Regions from separate parts of the Mus musculus genome. Here region 1 is linked to region 2. Evidence: chromatin contacts called from public HiChIP or PLAC-seq data. All regions are on one chromosome and are shown on one strand. The core of a region is the stretch at or near the end of the contact, and the rest is flanking DNA. Distances in the headings are between cores, read along the strand shown.

What was found. HiChIP or PLAC-seq counts read pairs in DNA pulled down with a chosen protein or histone mark.
Region 1: an HNF4G HiChIP or PLAC-seq map of pancreatic cancer cells shows a contact between it and region 2. The contact joins the promoter of Ldha here to the promoter of Grwd1 in region 2. A contact is called at or near these places in 1 of 39 promoter capture datasets (cranial neural crest) and 1 of 115 datasets of contacts at active chromatin or transcription factors (pancreatic cancer cells).

The regions. Positions count from the first base shown.
Region 1 is chr7:46,843,840-46,847,106 of GRCm38.p6, forward strand. Ldha (lactate dehydrogenase A) reads left to right here and starts at 1,965. Exons shown (of 8, transcript NM_010699.2): 1 at 1,965-2,078.
Region 2 is chr7:45,829,441-45,832,499 of GRCm38.p6, forward strand. It overlaps Grwd1 (glutamate-rich WD repeat containing 1), which reads right to left and starts at 1,349. Exons shown (of 7, transcript NM_153419.2): 1 at 1,155-1,349; 2 at 852-969; 3 at 542-704. The coding sequence starts at 1,341. Grin2d (glutamate receptor, ionotropic, NMDA2D (epsilon 4)) reads right to left here. Exons shown (of 12, transcript NM_008172.2): 12 at 3,043-3,059.

The DNA.
Region 1 (3,267 bases), core at 715-3,214, 1.0 Mb after region 2:
AACATTGTCCCACAGCCCTGGGGACCTGAGGTGTTGTAAGCTGCCCTTGGGCACCCTGTGCCTCACCCTCAATGCCTCCAGCTGTGTTTGTGGTCCCTGGGCATCCAGCAGCATCTGGAAAACCATTGTAGTGAGCTAAACCGATGTCCCATTTTTCCTGGAGCTGGGGTGAATTTTCCCTTTGCAACCAAGAAAGTGCAAAGTATGGGTCTTTCTGGAAGCTGGCCTTGTGATGCTGCTGCACAAATGCTGCTGAGAGGAAGGAGGCCTATCTGTGTTCTGCATGGGGTCCAGAGTCCTACTCCTTACCTGTGAGGGGGTCCCTGAAGGGTGCACAGGCCACAGTATAGGGTGATGAAAAGAGGGAGTTTCCATTCTGTGGGTATATGGGTCTAAGGGAAGGGAAGAAACAGTATCCCTTCCCAGAATCCTTCTGGGGTCAAAGGAGCTTGTGTGCACATGAGGTTTCCACACGTGTGTTTTCCGCACAAAGCAATTTCCTAGCAGATGAACCTGGCCTGGGCATCTGATAACCCAGTTTACATTCTGCTTAGAGCACTGTATTCCACAGGTTAATAGTTCAGTCCCATGGGACTGCCCCCAATCTAAGACCATAAGCACAAGTAGTTACTACATCTCCACCTGTGCTTCCCCCTCACCACTCTACACTGAGGTATCCACAAGGCTCTCCTCTTCCTCTTGCTTGCTACTTGCTCTGGTGTCTCTTAGAACTCACCTTCACTTTTTTCTTTTAAAAAGTTAAATTTCATTTCTCTTGTTCTGACTTTTTTAAAAAAATAATTTTAACTATATATAGGGGGAGAGAGACTCTATGAAGGTCAAGAGGGTATTGGAACCTCTGGATCTGGAGTTACAAGCTTTTGTGATATTAATGGCAGAGCCATCTCTCCAGGTCCAACTGTTTGACTTTTTAATTTTTTTAAATTTGCGCTCTGCTGAGGGACTCAGGCCTTGGTGTATGCAAGACAAGTGTCCCTGTCCTGGCCACACTCCTAGCCTGTTGTTTGTTATAAAAGAGATCACAAGGGATACAGACAAGCGAAAATAAGGGGGGGCTGTGAGCTTCATTCCCTCTCACATGATCCCTGCATATCCAGCACCCTGCAACCAGCTTGTTCAAATCTTGCTCAAGACTGTAATAGACCTTAATCTGCAGTGAACACATCCCTTCCGGGGAGATGGGTGAGCAGGGTTGAAAGTCACAGTTCTTCCCATCACTAAGGAAATCAAAGCAGTTGCAAACTCCATTTCACATCCTATCAGTGGTGGAGTACCTTAAGATTCACATACGGTTGATCGGGAGCTGGGAGAGGAACAGGAACTGGCCTCACAGCTTAATGAGACCTCTAGAAAGACGTTTAAAGGCAGAGGGGGTGTGTGAAAACAAGCAAGGGCCCTGATACTCCTTGGTAAGGCTAAACACAAATGCCTGCGGGATGGCATGGGAGAGGGCAGATATGGATGTAAGCTGGCAAGCCATCAGAAGCTGAGCCGCACCCCCCTCCCCCCATGGTTTGGGAGATGGAAGTGGGGCAGGAGAAAGGCCCATCTGATAGGCTGCTATGGCGGATAGACCGGCACGGTGCTGGCATGTGCTTTCACACAATATTTACTGAAGGCCTGTTGCTTGCCAGGAGTTGTTCCCGGCGCCGGGAACAGCAATGAAGAAAGTGACCAGGGTTTTTTCTGAGTCTCACAAGTTTTCCGGTGAAGGAGGCGGAGGATCGATGCATTTCGGGCTCCTGCTTCTGAGGCTGAGGAGCATGTCGGGTTGGCCTTTCTTTGGGGTGTCGCAGCACACGTGGAGCCACTCTTGCAGGGACATCGTGCTGCGCGCGCCGCCCCGGTCTCGGTGGCGCCTAGCCCGGCTGGACGCCCGCCCCCGGCCCAGCCTACACGTGGGTTCCCGCACGTCCGCTGGGCTCCCACTCTGACGTCAGCGCGGAGCTTCCATTTAAGGCCCCGCCCGCGTGCTGCTCTGCGTGCTGGAGCCACTGTCGCCGAGCTCGGGCCACGCTGCTTCTCCTCGCCAGTCGCCCCCCCATCGTGCACTAGCGGTACGGTTGGGCCCCACGCTGCCGGCACAGGGGGTCCCTATCCGGGGTGGAGGTGCAGGGTGTTCAGATTTGGGCACGCGTGGGCTACTGTGCTTTGGGGAACTGAGCAGGCGGCCCCACCCAGCCTGGGGCGGCGAGACCCGTGTAAAGAGGACTAAGGGGTGGCTGGCCTGAAGGTTGGGAGCCACCGAACGGGGGCGAGGGAGCGGTGCGAAACTTGAGCTCCCGTAACTCGAGCCCATGGGGGCCGAAAAAGCCTTGGCACGTCCGGGGCGGGTGCTTCGGAGCAGCCGTGCGGTTTGCATTTTCCTTTGCGTGGGCTCGGTGGAGTGGTTGTTTCCTGCAGATTATAGGGCGCTCTTGCCCTAAACGCATTTTGTTAAGAGGCTCGCTCCTGGTGTGACTGGGGATCGTGCTAAGCGCGCTGCGTGCGGAGAGGAAGCGGGAAGAGTCGCAGTCCTTCCTCTGCACCCTAGACGGAAGGAGGAAACCTGTAGCTGAGAGGCCTGCGACACCCATCGGGTCGTAGGTGGGAAGTAGAGGCACCCTGTCCTAATAGAGCACAGACTTGAGGTTTGCGTGAAGTAGATTCTCTGAGGGAAGAGCCCCACGCCCTGCCCCCAGTCAGCAGAGACCTCACAAGGCTGTCTAGAAATAGCAGCGGTTGTAAGGAGACCGGATTCCTGCTTGATGGCCCTAGGCTGCTTGCCCAGAGATCTTGTCCAGTCCTTTTGCACTTTGGAACGATTTCAAAAATAGACATGGTGCTTGCTGGGAAAGGTGGCCATCGCGGGGGTGGGAGTGGGCTCCAGGCCTCAGGCCCTCCGCAATTGTATCCCCATTTTGGAACTGAAGAAATTTCCCTTAGCGGCCACATCCTGGGTAATGAGGCCCCGCCCTGGTGGGTGAAGGCCCTAATCCTGTTAGTGGCATTTGAGATCTCACTCTGGCACCAGGCTAAGGTGGCTGCCAGCTCCACTTCACCGCGCTTGTGCTTTGGGCTCTAGTAAGGGCCAAACTTTGACGCCGAACTGCCTGCCAGAGGTCTCATCCATGGCCAGCAGTCGCTAGACCTATATATATGACACCTGATTCTGAAATTGCGCACGCGCACTGCCTTCCCCCGCCTGCCAGTCTTCTGGATCTGGGCTGGTCATACAACTTGGGTTCTTGCGGGGGTGGGGGGGTT
Region 2 (3,059 bases), core at 99-2,598:
TCTACCCTAGGAACACCCTTATACTACCACACTCAGCATCTTGTAACAAACTACAAGCTTTCTCTTGTTCCCTTTCCCACTAGTATGTTATGTTCATGGGCCCAGAGCTTTCTGTCTACAGGCTAAACCTTCTGGGAATAATGTAACAGATACAGGTCCAACAGAGACAGGTCCAGCTACGGGTTGGCTTTTGCTCTACATGCTCCTTGTATACCGTCTCCCTTTTTTGCTCATCTACCTGATCATAAAGTGCTCTATTTATTGAACTTGAGGTGAGCGCTCTACCACTAAGCTGCCTTTGAACTCATTCTATCCTGCCTCAGTTCCTAAGCAACAGCTCAGTAACACCCTTGCGTTTCACCACAATCAGGAGCTGTTTCAGCCTTTATTATCTGTTTATCAGCTCATAGAGTGAAAATGTCTGAAAATGAGGGGGGAGGGAGAGAAGCTGAGGGGCTGGAGGAGGTACTGAGAGACATTTGGATCTAGGGGGAGGGGTGTGCTGCAGAGAATCCTTAACAAGCCCCTGGAAAGACTGTACCCGAACTCGGTTGATGCCACCGTAGTGAGGAACCATGGCCAGTTCCAGCTGAGGTTTCTGCTCCTCCTCATCCTCTTCATCTTCATCTTCCTCATCGTCATCACTGCCCTCTGAGGGTGACGGCCTGGTGCCATGGAGATTGTGCATCCGAAGCATCATCAGTCTGGGGAAGCAAATACGGGTTAGAAACTGAGTGCCGGGATGTTGAAGGAGGAGGGAGGCTGGGGTCCCAGACTTTTAGGTCTGGCATTAGCAGAGAGCCCTAATGCGTGGGGCCTTGTGGATGTCTTGCAAAGGTCCTGGGTCTCACCTATTGCTCTGGGCGCTCTCCGCCTGGGTTCCCGCACACAGGTAAAGACTGAGAGGGAGCTCTGTCCGGTTGTCGCCCAAGTGATCTCGAACTATGTCAAAGCTGAGACAAGGGGCGCCTAGGGATGGGCGGGGAGATTAGAGTTGCTGAGTAGGAACGAGAGACTGGGAACTCGGCCTCCACCTCCTCCAAAGGCCGGCAGTCTGCAGGGTCACAATCCTCAGACTCCAGACCCTTCGTCCCCCAGACCCCAAGACAGGCCTTTCATTTCCCTGGACCCGAGAGTCAGGTCCCTCTGCCTACCAGTTTGCGCACGATGGTACAGCACGTAGGCCTCTTCATCCATTACCAGCTCCTCTCCCTCGCTCAGTGGCGGCCCTCTGCCGGGCAGGTAGACCTGGGATGGGCCTTCGGTTCCTGGGTCGCAGGTTTCAGCCTCCATGGGTTCTCCGGTTTCACACGTGCGACTCCGGCCCTTGCGCGCCGCCATCTTCGAACCTTCTTGCCCCGGACGCGAAGTGAGAGCGTCACTTCCGGGTTTCACCTCCCACAGTCTAAGACCCGTCCCACTGTACTGTTACCTTGGAAACCTGTGAACCAGCCAGAAGAAGGTAATGCGCAGAGAGATGGCCGCCACAAAGTAACCGCGTCCTGGCTCAGTGAGAAGACTTATATTAGGAGCAATTTTGTCTTTCGTGTGACCTTGGGGAATTCTTCCGCGCAGCAATGGCAAGACCTTCTGGGAGTTGTAGTTCTACAGAAGTCCTCGGCTTCAGAGCCCTCTCCATCTTCCACCTTTCATTCCCAGGGTTGTCTTTCCATTTAGTTAATTATTCATGTATGTAAACGAGCACTTACTGGCAAGGAGACTGGGCTTCTGTTCCCCGAGGACCTTTAAGGCCGATTTCTTCTCCTCTCCTTGTTATGATGGTTTTAAATTATTTCAAAATGCTTTAGGGTAGACAGGCTGGACATTATGTATAAGTTAGTGGATTGGATCTATCCTCCAGGGGCAGACCATTTCCCAACCAGGCATTCCCAGGGCAGCTCTGGTCAGCAGGCACTTAATCAGAAAGTCTCTCTTGAGGCTGCTGCTACAACTGAGTCAGCTCTCTTTATCTACCCATGTACACCCGAGTTTTGGTTAATTGGAGTAATGAAATATTGGAAACAGATCCTCACTGGTGAGATTAAGGAGATTCAAGGCGTGGGTTGGCCACTCTCCATTTGCATAAAATAACCCATCAAATCATTCTTGCCAGTAGCAAGGAGTAGGTCTCTAGATTTGGTCCTAATTTGTGCATCCCTTTTTGTATCTCTACTCTTGGGGGTGTTGTCTCTGCCCTGTCACCTCTCCACCCCTCTCCCCTGGACTCTTGCCGCTTCCTGGGGTTGACTGTGCTTTCCCCAATCTCCTGTTTTCTAGGACTGGGGACTGAACTCAGGGTGTTATGAATATTACAACACCCTGCCTCCGCTACACCACCAGCCCAGTTTCTGTTGTCTGACTGTCCTCCCTAAGGACTCAGTTCTCAGTTTCCATTTTTCTCCAGAGAAGTTGAAGGGACAGACACAGAACTCAGGCTTGGACTGAGGAGGCGTAAAAACATGGTTTTATTCCAAACACTGCAGTGTAGGAGCGGGAGAGGGGAGGAAAGGTCAGGTGTGGGCTCCCAGACCCTCCTCTCAGCCCAGCCTCAGACCCTGCTGAAATCTGGGAAAGGAGACCTGGGGGTGGAGTGTCTGCTGGATTATCACTGAAGGGTCACAAATAAGGGCTGGACTTGAAGATGTGATTGGTGGCATCTGGGGTGGTAGGTGAGTGGGGGGAGACAGGTAAAGGTAGGACTTTCGTGGAGGAGAGGTCATAGGTCAGAGCCAACAAGGATCTAAAAGGGAGGGGTCATTGAGGTCTGACATGAAGGGTCACAGTCTGGTCGGGGCACAGTCTGGGGTCAGATGATCATTTTAGGTGTTGGAAGTCACAGTCTGGGGTCAGGGGTTTCTGTGTGGCGGGGCCAAGGTCTGGAGTCACAGTTTGGCATACGCGTCTCACAGTTTTGAGTCCTGATGAATGAAAGGTTAAAAACAGGCTCCCCTAGAGGTGTGTCTGGGGCTAGGGAGCTGCACAGTGATGTGAGGGCCATGGCCCGGAGCGTAGGGGTGGGGCGCGGCGTGACCCCCCCACACCTCCCGCCAATCAGGTGA